Linked DNA regions of Mus musculus: region 2 is linked to region 1. Evidence: chromatin contacts called from public promoter capture Hi-C data. All regions are on one chromosome and are shown on one strand. The core of a region is the stretch at or near the end of the contact, and the rest is flanking DNA. Distances in the headings are between cores, read along the strand shown.

The links. Promoter capture Hi-C pulls out the DNA fragments that hold promoters and counts their contacts.
Region 2: a promoter capture Hi-C map of liver shows a contact between it and region 1, with 3 times the contacts expected there. The contact joins the promoter of Bahcc1 here to the enhancer-like site in region 1. A contact is called at or near these places in 6 of 39 promoter capture datasets (cranial neural crest, hippocampal neurons, liver and 2 more), 1 of 484 Hi-C or Micro-C datasets (liver) and 1 of 115 datasets of contacts at active chromatin or transcription factors (pancreatic cancer cells).

The regions. Positions count from the first base shown.
Region 1 is chr11:119,213,805-119,216,504 of GRCm38.p6, reverse strand. All of the region lies in intron 1 of Tbc1d16 (TBC1 domain family, member 16), which reads left to right. Among named protein-coding and RNA genes, the nearest start is that of Tbc1d16, 13 kb to the left of the region's middle. Within about 2 kb of position 1,349, at least 191 of the 459 cell types and tissues checked have an H3K27ac peak or open chromatin away from gene starts, as enhancers often do. A contact at or near this core is called in liver and pancreatic cancer cells, where this site is marked.
Region 2 is chr11:120,231,516-120,234,215 of GRCm38.p6, reverse strand. Bahcc1 (BAH domain and coiled-coil containing 1) reads right to left here and starts at 1,269. Exons shown (of 28, transcript NM_001347621.2): 1 at 1,109-1,269. It overlaps 2900052L18Rik (RIKEN cDNA 2900052L18 gene), which reads left to right and starts at 2,599. Exons shown (of 2, transcript NR_151480.1): 1 at 2,599-2,700.

The DNA of each region.
Region 1 (2,700 bases), core at 100-2,599:
TGGGGACTCCCTCTGGAGTCTTCCCGCACCCCTCTACTTGTGGAACTGAGCACACGTGATATGTGGAGGAGCTCGGTGTCTGACCAGGATCCTGGAAATATAATGTGAGGCTGCGTGCTAACCCACTCTGACTCCTGCTGGCCTGCTGCCATGTTCCTGCCCTGCTGCCACCTGGCAGGCTTCCCCGTGACAAATGGGTAAGAGGCCAGGGCACAGGATGCTGGTGGATCCTGTAGGCTGTTTTAGGCTGGTGGACTTGGGGAGGAGGGATTGGGACTGTGTGGTGGACAGAACCTTTGCCCCTAACCTCCAGTGGGCCTGCTCTCCGATGACAGGAAAGGCAGGTGGGAAGAAGGGCTCACTTGACCCCACCCCCAGTTCCGTCAGCCACTGCCACAGCAGTAGGAAGCTCAGATCTATGAGGGCCCCTTTAGCAGGGAACAGCTGCATCCTGAAGAGGTGGGGAGCCAGGGTGACTTGACCTTGGCGTCCAAGGGAATAATTCAATTATGGATAGGGTCCTAGTTTTCCCAGAGGGCCTCTAGATCACCAAAGACCGGAGGCTGTTCTTTGTCCCTGCTTTCTTGTTTGTGTAGAGGAGCCTATGACATCACAGATCAGCCTCTGTCTGGTCCCTGGCTTGGGAGGACACACCAAGGGACAATAGAGGATAGATACCCAACCAAGCCCTGTTTATGGGACAGGCAGGGTTTGCCATGACAGTAGGGGCTGTGGCGAGAAGCCAGAGCTTGGGTAAGGAGGGCTGCACTGTGAGACATGGCTGCCCAGCTGCACAAGTACCCTACAGAGTCTACAGTGTGCTTGGAGACAGCCCGGGAACACTAGCTCTGATCACCCAGTGCCGCTTGGACAGACGAACGCTGGGCTGCTGAGTGGGGAGCTCCCCAACCCCCACTCTTCATGCTCACGGTGTCCAGCAAGCGTTTCGAGGCGGAGCTGGAAACCTGGGCAGCTGACGTGTCTTTATTTGTGCAGCTGGAGAGGGATCAGAACAGATAAGAGCTCTGGGGGTGTGGTGTGTGCGGCACGCAGCGCGTGTGTGCCTCCGGTATTCGTGACCTGTGTGCCGCAGAGCTAGGTCTTGGGGGCTCCCTGCACATACAGAGAGGTTGGAGACCCCCACCCGCAGTGTTGATTGAGGACTGCCATTCTGTCCAGACTGGCCCTGGTGTGGTGCTGGCCACCCAGGCTGCTGAGTGTTGCCTGCCCTGCTCAGCTCTCTTTCTCTGGGTTCCTGCCAGCAGTTTTCCCCAGCTGGGGTTAGGGATGACTTATGGGCCCTGAGCAGAAAATTACTGTCAGAGCCAGAACCCCAGAGACAGGACCTAGGCAGGGCTTTGCTGGCTGCTGTGCCTCTCATTTGCTCTCCTCACCACAGGGTGGCAGGTATGGCAGCCAACACAGCAGAAGCCTTGGTGTGAGCAGGGAGCTGGGAAGAGACACTCAGAGAGGGCAAGGGAACAATCCTCACAGCCCCTCCCTCCCCACTGCCCCCTCCCCACAGCCCCTCCCTCCCCACTGCCCCCTCCCCACAGCCCCTCCCCCCCCACTGCCCCCTCCCCACAGCCCCTCCCTCCCCACTGCCCCCTCCCCACAGCCCCTCCCTCCCCACTGCCCCCTCCCCACAGCCCCTCCCTCCCCACAAACCCAGCTCACCCCTTCCCTGGGCAAGCTCTGGCCCTAGCTGGTTAGGGAAGAGCCCTGGGGTGGACCTGGAGTTCTAAATAGCTTCAGTCACTTCCCATAGCAGCAGAAGCAGGGTGTGTGTGCCTGGGGTTCCTGGTGAAGTCTCAGAGCCTGTATCTAGGGGAGGAGGCTGCTTGCAGGAGGCTCACTCTCAAGGCTTTGGAAACAAGCTGTGGTTTGCAGAAGGGTAAGGCCATATGCACCCGGCGAGAACTTCTGGGCTGGGTAACAGTCTCCCAGAGTCCTGCTGTTTCTGATTGGAGATGGGTTGTGTGTTGTTATGCGTCATTCATGGGTTTATTCATATGGTGGTGGTGACGGTGTAGAGAGGAGGCTAGTGGAGCTCCTGACCCCCTGCCTCTCCCTGAACTGCGCCTGTGACGACTTGAACCATTGGAGCGGTGGTAGTGAGATCCCTGGATCCTATGTGTGAATGCATACGTGTTCCTCAGGTGTGCAGCATGGATATGTCTGAAGGGCACCGATGAGAACATGGAACGTGTAGGTCCAGGGCCACAGCTAAGGGCCCCAAATATCTCAGCATTATGAAGTTATCGTTGATTTGCCCCTTTTTATCATTCACCCATAAAAACATTCACAGTAATAAAACCGCTATACATGTACACTCTAAACTGGAGGACAGTCAGCTCCCAGGCTTTGCCAGGTAGATATATGATAGATGAAAAGTGGCTCTTTGAACATTAAAGATATAAGAAAAAGCAAGATAAAAGATGAACTGCGCGGTTTGTGGCTTGAGGAGAATTCCGGGAACATGAAAAGAAGTCAGGAGTCGCAGAGACAGGCTCCCATCCATTTAGAAGTAAACGGGGGACTTCTGTCCTTCAGAGTAGGCGGTTCGTGGCAAACACCGGTAAGGTGGTGCCCAGCACAGGGTCCAACAGTCCTAGTCCGCTCTCTTTCTGTGTCGAAGACCATGACCAAAAAGGAAAGGGTTAATTTCCACTTCCACACACCTTTCAAAGTCAGGGCAGC
Region 2 (2,700 bases), core at 20-2,519, 1.0 Mb before region 1:
TGGCTGGGCGTGACCCCCAGAATTGTGCACCCTCCTGAGGCTTGGGCAGCACTCGTACCCCCAGCTCCTCAAGGTTTGCTTTGTTTTCAAATTTCGCATCGAAACGCCGGGTCTGAGACGCCTTTGTCCTCCGGTGGAGGCCAAGCTCTGGAGTCCGTGGGCTCCCTCCTGCCGAGTTTCCCGCGCGGGTGGGCGCAATGGGGCCTGCAAGGCCAGGCCGCAGCCAGGAGCGCGCCGGGAGCGAATGGCTCCAGCGTCGCTTCACAACCCGCTCCCTGCGAAACCCGCCCCCCCCCCATCAGCCCAGCTAGGAACGGGGACTGGGTGGTGCAAGACCCCCGCTCTGGGAAATGGACCGGTCCCCGGACCACGCCACGCGGGTCTTGGCCTGAGCCCGCGTGCTGCCCAGAACGCGCAGCATGAAGACGCCCCACTGTTCAGCCCCCCTCCTCCATCCCAACTCCCCCAGAGAGGGAAAAAAAGGGAAATGTTCTGAAAAGAATTAAGTCTGTGGGGAGCGGAACCTGAAAACCTGCCAGTACCCCTCTAATCTCCTGTCCCTTCACTGAGGCCCGGAAAGCCGTGGCCACGGAGAGCCGACCGTTCCCTGCGCCACGGAACGACCGGGCGGAGCCCATTCAAGATTGCTGGGGGAGGGGAGTAAGATGGGGGAGCAAATAATTGGGGTTCGCTCCTGGTTCCTCCAGAACTGGGCTCTCACTGACTGTCCATTCGGGGCTACCCGCGAGGCTCTTGCTGAACGAAGCTTGGCGGTCTCTGTCCTGTCTCGATAATTTATTTTTAATGCAGGGTGTCGATCGAGACAACAAGCGCTCAGAGCAAAGCAAGGACGCATTACGGGGGGAATTTTAAACCGATCGATAAAATTTTTCAGAAGAAAAAATATCGTACTCATATATATAGTCCATCTTTTAAAAAAAAGCCTTTCAACATCATAACGGATTTTAAAAGGGAAGCTCTATTATTTAACATCACAATCCTGAATTTCTTTTGCTTAAAAATGTAAACCCCCAAAAACCAAAATAATATAATAAAATAATAAAAATAGCAAAAAAAATTAAAAATGAAAGCAATTTGAGTTACTTACTGGAGGCTGTTTCCTGGATACAATTGAATGCAATACAATTAAATCAGTAAATGTGACTTTGGTTTGTATTCCTATTGGTATTTTCAATGTGCTGACTGTTGCACTGTGAATGCACGGCTTCCACAACAACGACTCTAGCGAGCCCATCCAGAGCGGCTCTCAAACCTGCAGCCCGGCGCGGCGAGCCACGGGCCCTGCATACTAATAAGCTCGTGCCACTCAGCCCGGAGCAGCCCGAGCGCTGATTGGCTGCTCGGCCCTCCACGGCCCTGAGCTCGTGCCACTCATTCGGCGTAAACAGGCCTCCCAATAGGCTGGCGCCGGGCCAGGGAGCTGCCAATCAGGGAGCAGCAGGGCTACTACCAAGCCTGATGGCGCCTAATTCAAGCCCAGCGACTGCGCAGCTCCTTTGCGCAGATCATTGCTGCTGAATGGGAATGTGGTGGCGCAGGGCGGGAGAGGAGCTAGGGATAGTGAGAACGGGTGTCCGTGTCCAGGGGAGACTTGTGGTTTTGTTTTTCCATAATTTGTCAGGTGTAAGGTTTGGGGCATTTTTATTTGTTTTTATGCACAAAATAAAAAAGAAGAAATAGCCTCACGCTGTAAACCAGATGCTCTGTCCATACCAAGGGTCTGTTTGGCAGGTGGCAGAACCTGCTGCACGTAGGCCCAACTTCCAAGCGCAGATTCTGAGTTACCCTGATGTACCTCCACTCCCAGGCGCCCCCCACCCAAACTAGGAATACACTTCTGCCTGAGGCATGCCCACAGGCTCCATATATGCCCTTCTTCCCCCTGCCCGAGAGGCAGATGTACCTTTCTTCGCCAGCCATCTATCTGTCCGCTCTCAATTATTATCTCCCTCCGCCACACTTTGCAGCGTAGCAACAATCGAAATGAAAATCGAGGCTCTGTTGCCAAGATAAGGATTTACTTTTTCTATCAGCCCCTAGATTTTAAAAATATCTTCACTTGATAATTTTAGGGGTGGTTGTCATGGTGTGAAAACCATGCTTAGCATTTCTCAGGGCCTGTCCCTGCATATTCGCAAATTTCTCTCTACAATGGAAAACAGCCTCTAAACAATTCTCTTTATCATAATCAGAATCAAAGCGCTTTTAAAATATTCTGCAAGCAAATATTTCGGTTAGAATTTGGTTGCCTACCCAAATGTTATTTATTCTCAAGAAGTAGAGGTGATGTCTTAGTGGCGATGAATACATAATTTCTGCTTCTCTTTTTCTCTGTGTGTTGGGGGGGAGTATTTAAGTAGATGCCAATCGACACAGCTATATTCCTTTGGATTTTTCCAGTCTCTTTCCTGCGTGGACACAAAGGAGTTAAATCTGAGATCTGTGGTCTCCTCTCTTTCCCCGCCTCCCTTGCTTCTGCAAAACGGTCACGATTGGTTGGCACTTTGCCAGCGGGCTGTCCATCACTAAGTGTAAACAAGGCGCTGATTGGCTGTTATCCAGTCCGCACCGGGCCTCCTGAAAAAAGCAATTACTGGCTCCGCGGTTTCAAGGCTGCCCAAGGCCGCTTGATGAAAGGAGATAAACCGGGGACGGTTTCCAGGATCCCCGCGGGCCGAC